2 separate regions of the Macaca mulatta genome follow, and region 2 is linked to region 1. A link is a contact called in public Hi-C data. All regions are on one chromosome and are shown on one strand. The core of a region is the stretch at or near the end of the contact, and the rest is flanking DNA. Distances in the headings are between cores, read along the strand shown. Region 1 holds the start of GLT8D1 (glycosyltransferase 8 domain containing 1). Region 2 holds the start of NEK4 (NIMA related kinase 4).

Region 1 (6,290 bases), core at 2,093-4,592:
CCGAGTAGCTGGGATTACAGGAACATGCCACCACGCCTGGCTAATTTTTTTATTTTTAGTAGAGATGGAGTTTCACCATGTTGGCCAGGCTGGTCTTGAACTCCTGACCTCAGGTGATCTGCCTGCCTTGGCCTACCAAAGTGCTGGGATTATAGGCGTGAGGCACCATGCCTGGCCTAAAGTGTCAATAATTCTGATTTTGGTTTTCTCTTTTACAAGTTTTGATTTCCATAGACTTATAAAGCAAAGGAAGTTAATGCCCTTGCTCTGGCTATCCTGCAGTGTTACTGAATATCACCTGCACAACCTTTACTTCTTGCAGTTTTTTTTTTCCTGTTGTTTAGTACATTATCCATTATTGGAATGGCCTTATAGGCATTCAATAACGGTGACATGTTAAATACAAAATCACTTGTCTATTAAATTTTATTCAAGGTTCTATATAAGATCTGCTAAATGGAACTTTGTGATGGAAATGTTTTATATGGTAGCCACTATTCACATAGCTCTTAAGCCTTTGAATCATGGCTAGTTTGATAAGAGTTTTATATTTTAATTAAATAGACATGTGTCTAGTGGCACCATATTGTACAATGCAGTTCTCATTCAATAAATCTTAAGTACTTACAATGCATCGTGTACTCTTCTATGTACTGGGCAGACAGCAGTGAGAAAAACAAGGTCCCCATTCTTATGGAACTAATGTTCTAGTAACAACTATTAATTATATACCATGAAATGTCTCAAACTCCTGGGCTCAAGTCATCCTCCTGCCTTAGCCTCCCGAAGTGCTGGGATTATAAGTGACAGCCACTGCACCTGGCCAGAACCATGAACTTCTAACTTAGGCTTTTACTAATTATCTTCCTTGCAGAATAATGAACAAAAGATCCTTTAGACAAAGAACTTGCACTATGAGGTTTAATTGGAAATATTAAAATGGTTTAACAACTCATAATGAATTACAAAACTTTGATAGTTACATTGTACTATCATTTATGAGGCATTTATTCTTCATTATTTACACCTGAAAGAAACTGCATACTTGTGTGTTCTGTTCCCCATTTCACAGCAAGATTATGAAGAGAAGGTCTAAACTACTTATATAAATCAAGACCCAACTGTGCTAGAAATGAAGTATAAAGAGAACTAAATCTACACACAGCTGTGCCATAAGAGCATTAGATGGTTTTAGCTCTTTTCTGGGGTATGAAAGCAATTTAGCTCATCTCACAGGAAACAAAAGCAGGTGCTGAATCATGAAAACCTCAATTATTTTTAGCATGCCTCTTAATTTTTCTTTCCCCTGGTTTCTTGTCGTCTGTGCTTGAGTCTTGAACAGGTAACCACTTGAGAGGATGCCGGCGATAAATGGGCCATGGAGGAAGTGTCAGCTGGGTCAGAAAAAAGGAAATGCATAAATTATAGCTATTAAAAGTTTAAAAAATTATGTATAATGCCAGGTTCCCAAACGACTCCCATGCTGAGGAAACAAAAACCAAAAAAATCCATATTCCTATAAAGGCTCTGTGCCACCGTCCATGCAAAACACTGTAAGATGATGGGAACAGGCTTACTGCCTACACAAATGGCTTTAAGACCTAAAAGAAAAGTGAGGGACCAGGTGTGGTGGCTCTCGCCTGTAATCCAAGCACTTTGGGAGGCCAAGGTAGGCGGATTGTTTGAGACCAGCCTGGCCAACACAGTGAAACCCTGCCTCTACTAAAAATACAAAAATTAGCTGGGTGTGGTGATGTGAGCCTGTAGTCCCAGCTACTCGGGAGGCTGAGGCAGGAGAATCGATTAAACCCCGGAGGCAGAAGGTGCAGTGAGCCGAGATCGCCCCAGTGCACTGCAGCCTGGGCAACAGAGTGAAACTCCGTCTTAAAAAATTTAAAATAAATAAATAAATAAATAACAGGTGAGGGGGCAATGTGAGCACCATGAAAAACTCCTGCTGGCTTTGACCTTAAGATTATTACCTAGAGTAGCTGCCAAAGGAAATAAGCTATGTTCTTTTATATAGTTCACACCATCTGACACTATTTTGGCATTCTACTTTTCCAATGATAGCAAAGGGAAACGCTGTCTGGAAGGATGAGGGAAACATTGGCTTTGGGTCTCACTACTGAGTAGGTCTAACCAAACCAACCCGACTCTCAAAACCCAGGTTGCCACTAACACCCACAAATTTCTTACCAAACATGAAAAAGCAAATCCGGCCATAACTATATAGACAGTCCACCCGAACTGTTCAGCCACGTATCCGTAGATAAATCCAACTATCTAGAGACAAATGAAGTATATTAAACACACTCAAACTGAGGGTTGGGAGGGAGGCGGGGGCGGAGATTACACGTAAAACCAATACTTACTGCAGAAAAAAGAATAATTCCCTGAAACATCTGTTCAGCTAGCTTCTGGCCCTTGTAATCCTGGGGTGAAGCAGAGGAAAAAAAGAATTGGATCCACCGCCGAGAAGATAACAATTTCTGCCCTGACCTCAAAACTTTGGCACAGGGTAACCCCAATATCAGGGTCTCCCGCTCACCTATGGACCTGGGCAAGAAATTAAATTCTGGGCTTCCCGGGAGGAACTGAAACACCCTCACGGAGAATGGACAGGAGATTCTCGCGGAGTAGAAGAGAAGGGGACCCAGGAGGCAATTCGGTAAAGAGGGTGGAGGGTAACCATCAGGGCCCGGAACAGAGCAGCACTAGGTCGGTGCTCGGACAGGGGCTTCGAAGCTGCCAGGCACAGGAGCTGCGTGCGGAGGTCCCCGGGGCTGCGCCCTCACCATCTGCGTGGGCAGCGAGCTCAGATGCTCCAGCATGGCTGGCTGAGGAGGCGGGCAGCCGACCGCGGGTGGCAGGCTGCGAGGCGAGGGCGACCGAGACTTATGGACTGTGAGGGCCAAGGTCTGAAACTGCGCGTTGCCAGGCGGGCCTTCTACGCCCGGGAGAGCGATGGCCGCGGCCCCGGAAGCGGAAGTCTCCGACGGGCCGATACAGCCCATGTCCCCGCCCCGCACCATCGCTAGGCGACGTGCGCTTTTGTCGCGGCGTGCTGCCCGCGAGGGCAGCTGAGGTGGTGGCGGCGGCGGCCGCCGCGTCGAGGCATCGCGCGGCCGTGAAGGGTTCACCGTCAGTGCTGTTGGGTGCCTGGAGCCGCGGGCCCCGTCCCGAAAACTGTCCTTGACAGTGCCTGCGCGGCCCAATGGCCGCCAGCGCGCGCCGCGTCTCCATGGCGACGGTCTTTTCTCTGCGAGGACCCCGGCGGCAGGGCTGCCCCGCTGCGCCTGCTTGGCGCGACGCTCTAGCGGTCACCGCTGCGGGTTGGTTGGGTGTTGTGGGGCTGCGCGGCTGCCGCGGAGCTAGAGGGCAAGTGGGCTCGGCCCAGCGTGCAGGGGACGCGGGCGGCCAGACAACGGGCTGGGCCCCGGGGCCTGCGGCGCGGGCGCTGAGCTGGCAGGGCGGGCCGGGGCTGCATCCCCATCTCCTCCATCGCCTGCAGTAAAGGCGGCCGCGGCGAGCCTTTGAGGGGAACGACTTGTCGGAGCCCTAAGCAGGGGTATCTCTGAGCCTGGCGGGATCCCCGGAGCGTCGCAACACTTTCCGATCACTTCAAAGTGTAAGGGGGGGGCCCTACTGACCCTTGGAATTTAGGGGGCTACCCTAGGCGGCATCCACAAGAGAGAGAATTTCCTTGGAGAGGGGACCTCGGTCCTCGGTTGTCCCTCTCATCCGCGTGGAGAGTCCCTCATCTGGGGGCTCCCGAACTCGGCCCTCTCACATTCTGGCCGACTTTACTGACCCTCACAGATCCAGGCTGGGCCCTCCTGATAGAGGCCAGCCAAAGGTTCACTCAGCCTCTCTTTCAAGGCTGGTGTATCTCTAAATCGTAGACCCTCCTCTGTTACCGTGAGCCAGGTGGGATGCCCACGTTTTGGAGAGAAACCGTTCTGAGGAACCCGGGCTTCTGGGTCCCAGCGGGCTCTCCGGCCCCCAGGTTATGTACTCAGGGTTAGCCACAGATAGTGAGATTCTAGGCACTCCCGGGACAGGGTGGGACTGCTGTCCTCATTGATGCAACCAGCAAATATTCACGGCACCTTGTTTGTGCCAGACAACGGACCGAGGACACGGTTGTTACCAAGACCAGGCTGTTGCCTTGGAAGAGCCCAGAGCGTGTCAAGGGAGACAGCCACATCACGCCAGAAATACATGATAGCTGGATTAGCCCTGGGAGAGGGAGGCGCAGATGTGGGAGCTCAGGGGAGGTGCAGCTCAACGTGGAGTTTGGAGGAGGCTACCTTGACTTCTGAAAGCCAAGTGGGAGCCAGCCAGATGAAAGGGTAGGAGAAAGTGTATGTATATCCTCAGTGCCCTTTCATCCTTGCACGTGGCAGAGACCAAACAGTAAAATGCAGACACCTTTGACACTTTTCTGACCTCAGAAGGAGTCAGGACGTGTAGAAGGCAGAATGAGGGATGGGCAAGAGTTTATTCCTGTTTCCTTCCCATGCTCTGTATTTCTTGGTGTGATTGAACAGACTTTCTGATGTGTGTATAAATAGATACATCTTTGTGTGGCCTTTTTTTTTTTTTTTTTTCTTGAGATGAAGGCTCGCTCTGTCACCCAGGCTGGAGTGCAGTGGTGCGATCGTGGCTCACTGCAACCTCTGCCTCCTGGATTCAAGTGATTGCCCTGCCTCAGCCTCCTGAGTAGCTGAGATTACAGGCATGCGCCACTTAGCCCGGCTAATTTTTGTGTTTTTAGTAGAGATGGGGTTTCACTGTGTTGGCCAGACTCGTCTCAAACGCCTGACCTCAAGTGATCCACCCACCTTGGCCTTCCAAAGTGCTGGGATTATAGGCATGAGCTACCACGCCTGGCCAGTGTGGTCTTTTTTTTTTTTTTTTTTTTTTTGTATCCACGGTTTTGTATTCTTGGATTCAACCAACCACGGATTGAAATTACAGATACAGAGGGCTGACTCTAATATGCCATTTTACATAAGGGACTTGACCATTCGTGAATTTTTGTATACATGGGGAGTCCTGGAGCCAATCCCTGACTGATACTGAGGACCAACTGTGTTGCTAATCAAATCGTACACAATTGTATACTCTAATGAAAATGTAGTTACAGATCCAGGGTCTATAGTAAGGGTTAAAAGGTGGGTTCACAATATCTTGGTTGGTAAAATGTCTTTAAGGAAACATTTTACCAAGAGCTTGTTGAAGGAATTTATTTTTTAAATAAATTTAGTTCCACCTACTATCTTGTTTCCACTGAATTGTTTTGAAAAGGTGAAGGTCGGCCGGGCGCGGTGGCTCACGCCTGTAATCCCAGCACTTTGGGAGGCCGAGACGGGCGGATCACGAGGTCAGGAGATCGAGACCATCCTGGCTAACACGGTGAAACCCCGTCTCTACTAAAAAATACAAAAAAACTAGCCGGGCGAGGTGGTGGGCACCTATAGTCCCAGCTACTCGGGAGGCTGAGGCAGGAGAATGGCGTGAACCCGGGAGGCGGAGCTTGCAGTGAGCTGAGATCCGGCCACCGCACTCCAGCCTGGGTGACAGAGCGAGACTCCGTCTCAAAAAAAAAAAAAAAAAAAAAAAAAAAAAAGAAAAGGTGAAGGTCAGATGAGCTGAGGAGGACCAACCAGGACAGTGTGACAATTAGACACCACCTTCTTAAGAGATGAATAGCTAGCTAACAGAGATGGTTTTTGGGAATAGCACCTTAAATGTTTTTTTGGCGGGGCGCAGTGGCTCACGCCTGTAATCTCAGCACTTTGGGAGGCTTGAGGTGGGCAGATCACGAGGTCAGGAGTTCGAGACCAGTCTGGCCAACATGGTGAAACCCCATCTCTACTAAAAATACAAAAATTAGCTGGGCATGGTGGTGCACGCCTGTAATCCCAGCTATTGGGAAGGCTGAGGCAGGAGACTCGCTTGAATGTGGGAGGCAGAGGTTGCAGTGAGCTGAGATCATGCCACTGCACTCCAGCCTGGGTGACAGAATGAGACTCCGTTTAAAAAAATAAACTAAAATAAACATTTTCTTGTTTTTGCTAGTTACGATGGCTAGAAATGCACTCCAAACTTTTGATATCGATTGGATTTTGTGAATTTTTGTAACTTTTTCTCTGCTGTGGGTTTGTCAAGTGAATTTGGATAATATTCTTTTCTCTGAGGACACTCATGTTAAAGGTGAATGGGATACAACTCTGAACAGGCATGTTTTTACTGATGAGGCTAAGACCTCAGGTTACTTGGTC
Region 2 (6,290 bases), core at 1,851-4,350, 77 kb before region 1:
CTTGTCTGTCTTGTTCATAGTTGTCCTCCAGGGCCAGGCTAGTAGACCTTTGTCTGTAGAATGAAATATATATATATATATATATATATATATATATACACACACAATATAATTTTTTTTTTTTTTGAGAAGGAGTCTCGCTCTGTTGCCCAGGCTGGAGTGCAGTGACACGATCTTGGCTCAATGCAATCTCCGCCTCCCAGGTTCACGTGATTCTCATGCCTCAGCCTCCTGAGTAGCTGGGATTACAGGAGCAGTGCGCCACAATTTTTTTATTGTGGTAAAATATACAGAACATAATATTTATTATTTAACCATATTTAAGAATACAGTTCAGTGGCTTCGGTACGCTCATGTTGTGCAGCCATCACCACCATCCATCTCCAGGACTTTTTCATTTTCCCCAGCTAAAACTCTGCACCCATTAAACACTACCCACCAACTCCCTCCTCTCCCCAACCACTGGCAACCACCATTCTACTTTCTGAATCTGTGATTTTGACTACTACAGGTACCTTACATAAGTGAAATCATACTTTTGTCCTCTTGTGACTGCCTTATTTTATTTAGCATAATGTCCTCAAGGGTCATCCATGTTGTAGCACGTCAGAACATCCTTCCTTTTTAAAAATTTATTTATTTTGAGACAGAGTCTCACTCCGTCACTCAGGCTGGAGTGTAGTGCCAGGATCATGGCTCACTGCAGCCTCAACCTCTGGGACTCAACTGATTCTCCCACCTCAGCCTCCCAGGTAGCTGGGACTACAGGCATGCACCACCACACCCAGCTAATTTTTATAATTTTTTGTACAGAAGGGGGTCTCACTGTGTTGCTTAGACTGGTTTCAAGTGATCCTCCCACCTTGGCCTCCCAAAGTGCTGGGATTAGGTGTGAGTCATAGTGTGCCGCCTCTAGAGCACTAACTTTAAAAAGCTTACAATTACAAATCCTTCTTCTGTCCCTCTGAGATATATACCTATGTATTTCCTACATCCTAGGAATGTCTTTCTCAAGGACCTAAAATCCATTCCTTTGAAATGTAATCATCAGAAAGGTAGGGCTCATGTCTCCCAGTCTATGTGGGAGAATAGAATCCTGACTTCCCTGATTGCCAGCTAGCAGACACAGTTGGCCTAATCACATTTACGCTAACCAATCCTTTTAATTTTTCACTTCCCAGACTCTAAGTGAGCCCCTGCTTGCTCCCCTGCCTACTCCCTTATTCTTCCTTTGGAATGCCCAATCACCTCTGCACAAATAGAATGGAGTTCAGCTCTTTCCCCTACCGCCAGTAGTTACTGAATAAAATCTATTTTCACCGTTTTAATGCTTGGCTTTGTTTACGTCTCGCTCTGTCGCCCAGGCTGGAGTGCAGTGGCATGATCTCGGCTCACTGCAAGCTCCGCCTCCTGGGTGCACGCCATTCTCCCGCCTCAGCCTTCTGAGTAGCTGGGACTACAGGTGTGCAGCACCACGCCCGGCTAATTTTTTGTATTTTTAGTAGAGATGGGGTTTCACTGTGTTAACTAGGATGGTCTTGATCTCCTGACCTCGTGATCCGCCTACCTTGACCTCCCAAAGTGCTGGGATTACAGGCATGAGCCACCACGCCCGGCCTGTTTATCTTTAATAATATCATTAACTAGAGTTCAATCTTTATTTATGGTTCTTTTTGTTTGGTTTTCTAGTGAAGATGAAATTTGCTTTGAGGGAAAATGTGCAAATATTAAATTTAGCATTAGATAATTTTGACAAATCCATACACCCAAATCTCCTATCAAGATATAGATCAAGGATGAGGAGAAATTTGAACCCTTGTGGATTGCTGATGGGAATGTAAAACGGTTCAACTTGCTGTGGAAAATGGTGTGGTGGTTTCTCAGTACATTAAACTAGAATTAGCATATGATCCAGCAATTTCACTTCTGAGTGTATACCCAAATGAATTAAAAAGAAAGCAGGGATTCAAACAGATATTAGTACACCCATGTTTATAGCAGAATTATTCACAATAGTTAAAAGATGGAAGCTATCCGTGTCCATGACTGCATGAATGGATAAACAAATTGTGGTGTATATATATACAATGGAATATTATTTGGCCATAAAAAGGAAAGACGCCAGGCACAATGGCACACATATCGGCATTTTGGGAGGCCACTGTGGGCGAACTGCTTGAGCCCGGGAGTTCAAGACCAGTCTGGGGAACTTAGTGAGACCCTGTCTCTGAAAAAAATAAAATAGAATTAGCCAGGCATGGAGGTGTGTGCCTGTAGTTGGAAGGATGGCTTGAGCCCAGGAGGTCTAAGCAGCAGTGAGCACCATTGCACCACTGCACTCCAACCTGGGTGACAGGGCCAGACGCTGTCTCAAAAAAAAAAAAAAAAAAAAAAAGAAGCGGTCTAGAAAAGGGAGGCATTGGCTGGAACAAATGGTGAATTCTTTTGGCACCCCTGAGCTTTCTTGGGCAGACATTTTAAAGGGGCCTAGGTCCACCTAGAGATCCGCCCTTAGGCTATTAACTTAGCATAACGCCATGCTAGAGTTTAGTCAGGTCTCTTAGTGCAGTGGTTAGGGCAGTCGTTAACTGCTGAGGAGTCTTTGTAGTTCTCAATTAGCAGGCGAAAGTTTTTAGGGATGAAAGGTACTGATATCTCCAATTTACTTTGAATGTATCAAAAAATAGGATGGATTGCTGGATGCAGAGACGGCATGTGATAAAGCGGATACAGCAAATGTTACTGGTACAGTCTGTCACCAATCATTAGAACATGAGCTCCAGGAGGGAAGGGGCTTTGTCGGCCTGGCACATAGGCAGTCAATAAATATTCGTAGAATGAACGAACAATACTTGTAACGGGCTTAGGACAAACAAGTGCACAATAAGAGGAAGCTTTCCCCGACTCTGCCGTGGCGGGGACCCGGACGGTGGAACCGACGAACAGATAGCGCGCGGGGCCTGGAGAGGTCGCTCTGGCCTCCTGGAGCCTCTGCTCTATGGCGGGTCCTCCCGGGGCTGCGGAACCTCTCTGGCCGCTCGTGGCGTCCGCTCTATGGCCGTCCTTTGGGGACGCAGGAGCATGCGCAGGACTGCTCCCGGCCCGGATCGCTATGGCAGCGGCGTCGTCGTGGGCTGGGACCCTGCGATCCCGCCCGGGCCTGGCTGCCTCAACAGCCGCCCCCACTGCACACTTTAGGGCATGAACCGAGCCTCCTGCTGCCGCCCGCTGCCCTACCCGCCGCTGCCGCCGCATCCCGACTCTGGGCCAGCGCTGGGAACATGCCCCTGGCCGCCTACTGCTACCTGCGGGTCGTGGGCAAGGGGAGCTACGGAGAGGTGACGCTTGTGAAGCACCGGCGGGACGGCAAGCAGGTCTGCAGGGGTGAGGCCCGGCAAGGGCCGGGGGCGGGCAGAGGTGCGCCGAGGGCGCCTACCGGTAGATTAGATCGGGAGTGGTCGCAAGGGGTTCATCTCGGATGGCATTTCCTCAGGGAGATGGTCCCAGACCAAGATGAGGCCAGGCCTCCCTGTAATATGCGCCCAGAACTTCCTCTACTTCTTTGTTGTATTACTTTTTTTCCTTTTAATTTTCATTTTCTTTAATTACGATTCTTCGTTTTATGAAAAATTTTCAGTCTCTGCATATCTATTTCTTTGTTGTATTAATTGACATGCTTGATCTACACACCTTTCTCCCACCCCCGACAATCTCATGAGAGCAGGTATCATGCATTCCCAGGACTTAACACAGCGCCTAGCAAGCATTATTCCTTGCATAATGGGCCTCAAAGGTCTCTACTGTAGACTGCTGGACTCACTTAAAACTCGGACTCATTTTCTTCCCGCTAAACCTTATTTCATGTCTTCCGTTTCAGTGAATAGCGACACCAACCCACCAGTTGCCCAAGTCGGACACCTGAAGTCATTTTTAAGCCTCCCCACGCACCCCAACACTGATTATATTTATCTATCACTAAGACAGTAGGCCTCTTCTCATCTCTATTGGTACCACCCTAATCCAGGACACCTTGTTTTCTCTAGCTAGGCTATGGCCACAGTTTCCCAACTGGTCGCCGCTACTTGACTTGCTTTTCTCCAATCCATCACTTTCATTGCAGCCTTAGTGATCCTTCTAAAATTTAAATCTGATGTCACTCCTCCTTTCTTTAAAACACTTTATCCCATTACCCTCAGGATAATGAACCAATTCTTCAATGTGGTATATTAATAGGGTGACAATATAATGTATTGTACAAACTGGGACAATTTTGAAACTGAAAGGAGGCACTATCAATAGTTACACCAGGACAACAGGACTGCTCCAGCCAAGCTGAGAGGAGATGTCCCCGCTAAATATAGGGCCCAATTGCCTGTTCTTCCTTGTCTCTGGTGCTAGTTGCTTTGCTGGAACACAAGCTCATGCATAAGAGATTTATTCAGTAGGCATTGGGGGAATCATTGGATTTTGGGGCTGATAATAGGGAACTAGCAATAGCTAGTTATTTGAGCTTTAGTTTACACTTCACAAAACACATTTATGTATGTGTTGAAGAAATGAATTGTATGGTCTTTGAAATGATTGAGGGCAATGTATTAGGTGTTAGAGGCTATTGATTTCTTTTAAGTGAATAATTTTCTATGCTGAAGATCAGTGACTATTAAACTTATGGGGCCATGGATCCCTTTGAGTATCTAATGTAATCCATGGACTATTCTGTCTGCAAATGTATATTCAAGCCATATTTTATGCACCTTTTTGGGAGAGTTTAGATGTTAAGAAATTTCTTTTTTTTTTTTTTTTTAAATTTTTTTGAGACAGAGTCTTGCTCTGCCTCCCAGGCTGGAGTGCAGTGGTGCAATCTTAGCTCACTGCTGCAATTTCTGCATCCCACGTTCAAGCGATTCTCCTGTGTCAGCCTTCCGAGTTGCTGAGACTACAGGTACACACCACCACGCCGGGCTAATTTTTGTATTTTTAGTAGAGACGGGTTTCACCGTGTTGACCAGGCTGGTCTTGAACTCCTGACCTCAGGTGATCCACTCACCTTGCCCTCCCAAAGTGCTGGAATTACAGTCGTGAGCCATTGTGTACGGCCAGACATTAAGAAATTGCTAACACAGGTTTTATAATTGATCCAATAGTATGTTATCTTGAACTCACTTTTTTTAGTCATTAATGAAATTGTGAAATGCAGATGGAAAGGTAATTTTTTTGTGGCCTTACAGTGCTACAAATCTAACTTATAAGAAGTATCATTAATAATAGCAAATATTTTCCCTGATTTTGTACTTGGTGAAAAACAAAATGAATAGGTTATCTGACAGGCTCTACAAGGTTGGTTTTGAGGATATTCTTGAGAGCCCTTAGATAACTCTGAGGCCACAAATCTTGTGTTTATTTGCACGTTGTAAAAATACATGTTTTGTTTTTAGTATGTCATCAAAAAACTGAACCTCCGAAATGCCTCTAGCCGAGAGCGGCGAGCTGCTGAACAGGAAGCCCAGCTCTTGTCTCAGTTGAAGCATCCCAACATTGTCACCTACAAGGAGTCATGGGAAGGAGGAGATGGTCTGCTCTACATCGTCATGGGCTTCTGTGAAGGAGGTGATCTGTACCGAAAGCTTAAGGAGCAGAAAGGGCAGCTTCTGCCTGAGAATCAGGTGGTAGAGTGGTTTGTACAGATCGCCATGGCTTTGCAGGTACTGTGTAGACTAATAGCATCCTAGCTTATTCCCAGATGACAAGAAGATGGCAGGTGTATTTTAGGAAAATTTTTCTTCAGATACTTACATATGGAAATGTATTTTTTGGAAAATTCATTTGTGAAGTTGACCCAGTCACTCTTGCTGTAGCATTGGAACTTTTCTAAGCAACTGATACCTATATTAAAATAGACCTAGATTTCATATCTAATTGCAGGGGAAGCCCACTCATTTAATATTTATAGCAAAGTCAATTTTAAGGACCCTGAGGCAACCAAGAGCAAAGAGTGACTATGTTTGTTATCCATTGGTCAGTTGTGTCATGCTGAAAGGTAGCTAGGCTAATTGATATGCCCAAGTGATTTCATCTGTCACCCTGCTGGGGTACAGTAGATGGAAATGCAAAATAAGTTTTCTTTTTTTTTATTTTTTAGAATTGGGCAGCACTTCATTCTATAAGATGGAATAAGTGTTCCTACAAGTTTGTGTTTTAATATGCATGTAACTCAAAAGCAAGACTGTTTATGAAATATTATTTTGGAACTGGGTAGACTTGTCCAGAATTAAGTGACCATGTTTAAATTC

Evidence for each region. A called contact is a pair of places that touch in the nucleus more often than the background predicts.
Region 2: a Hi-C map of liver shows a contact between it and region 1, with 2.4 times the contacts expected there. The contact joins the promoter of NEK4 here to the promoter of GLT8D1 in region 1. A contact is called at or near these places in 2 of 14 Hi-C or Micro-C datasets (fetal cortex germinal zone and liver).

Annotation. Positions count from the first base shown.
Region 1 is chr2:116,261,231-116,267,520 of T2T-MMU8v2.0, reverse strand. It overlaps GLT8D1 (glycosyltransferase 8 domain containing 1), which reads left to right and starts at 3,342. Exons shown (of 10, transcript NM_001266211.1): 1 at 3,342-3,631. SPCS1 (signal peptidase complex subunit 1) reads right to left here and starts at 3,230. Exons shown (of 4, transcript NM_001193749.1): 1 at 2,799-3,230; 2 at 2,376-2,435; 3 at 2,200-2,286; 4 at 838-1,394. The coding sequence starts at 3,035. The coding sequence ends at 1,269. The region is part of intron 2 of LOC144339230 (a long non-coding RNA gene); the gene reads right to left. LOC144339232 (a long non-coding RNA gene) reads left to right here. Exons shown (of 2, transcript XR_013414025.1): 1 at 1-4; 2 at 1,987-2,951.
Region 2 is chr2:116,338,015-116,344,304 of T2T-MMU8v2.0, reverse strand. NEK4 (NIMA related kinase 4) reads left to right here and starts at 3,100. Exons shown (of 14, transcript XM_077993086.1): 1 at 3,100-3,374; 2 at 5,436-5,702. The coding sequence starts at 3,282.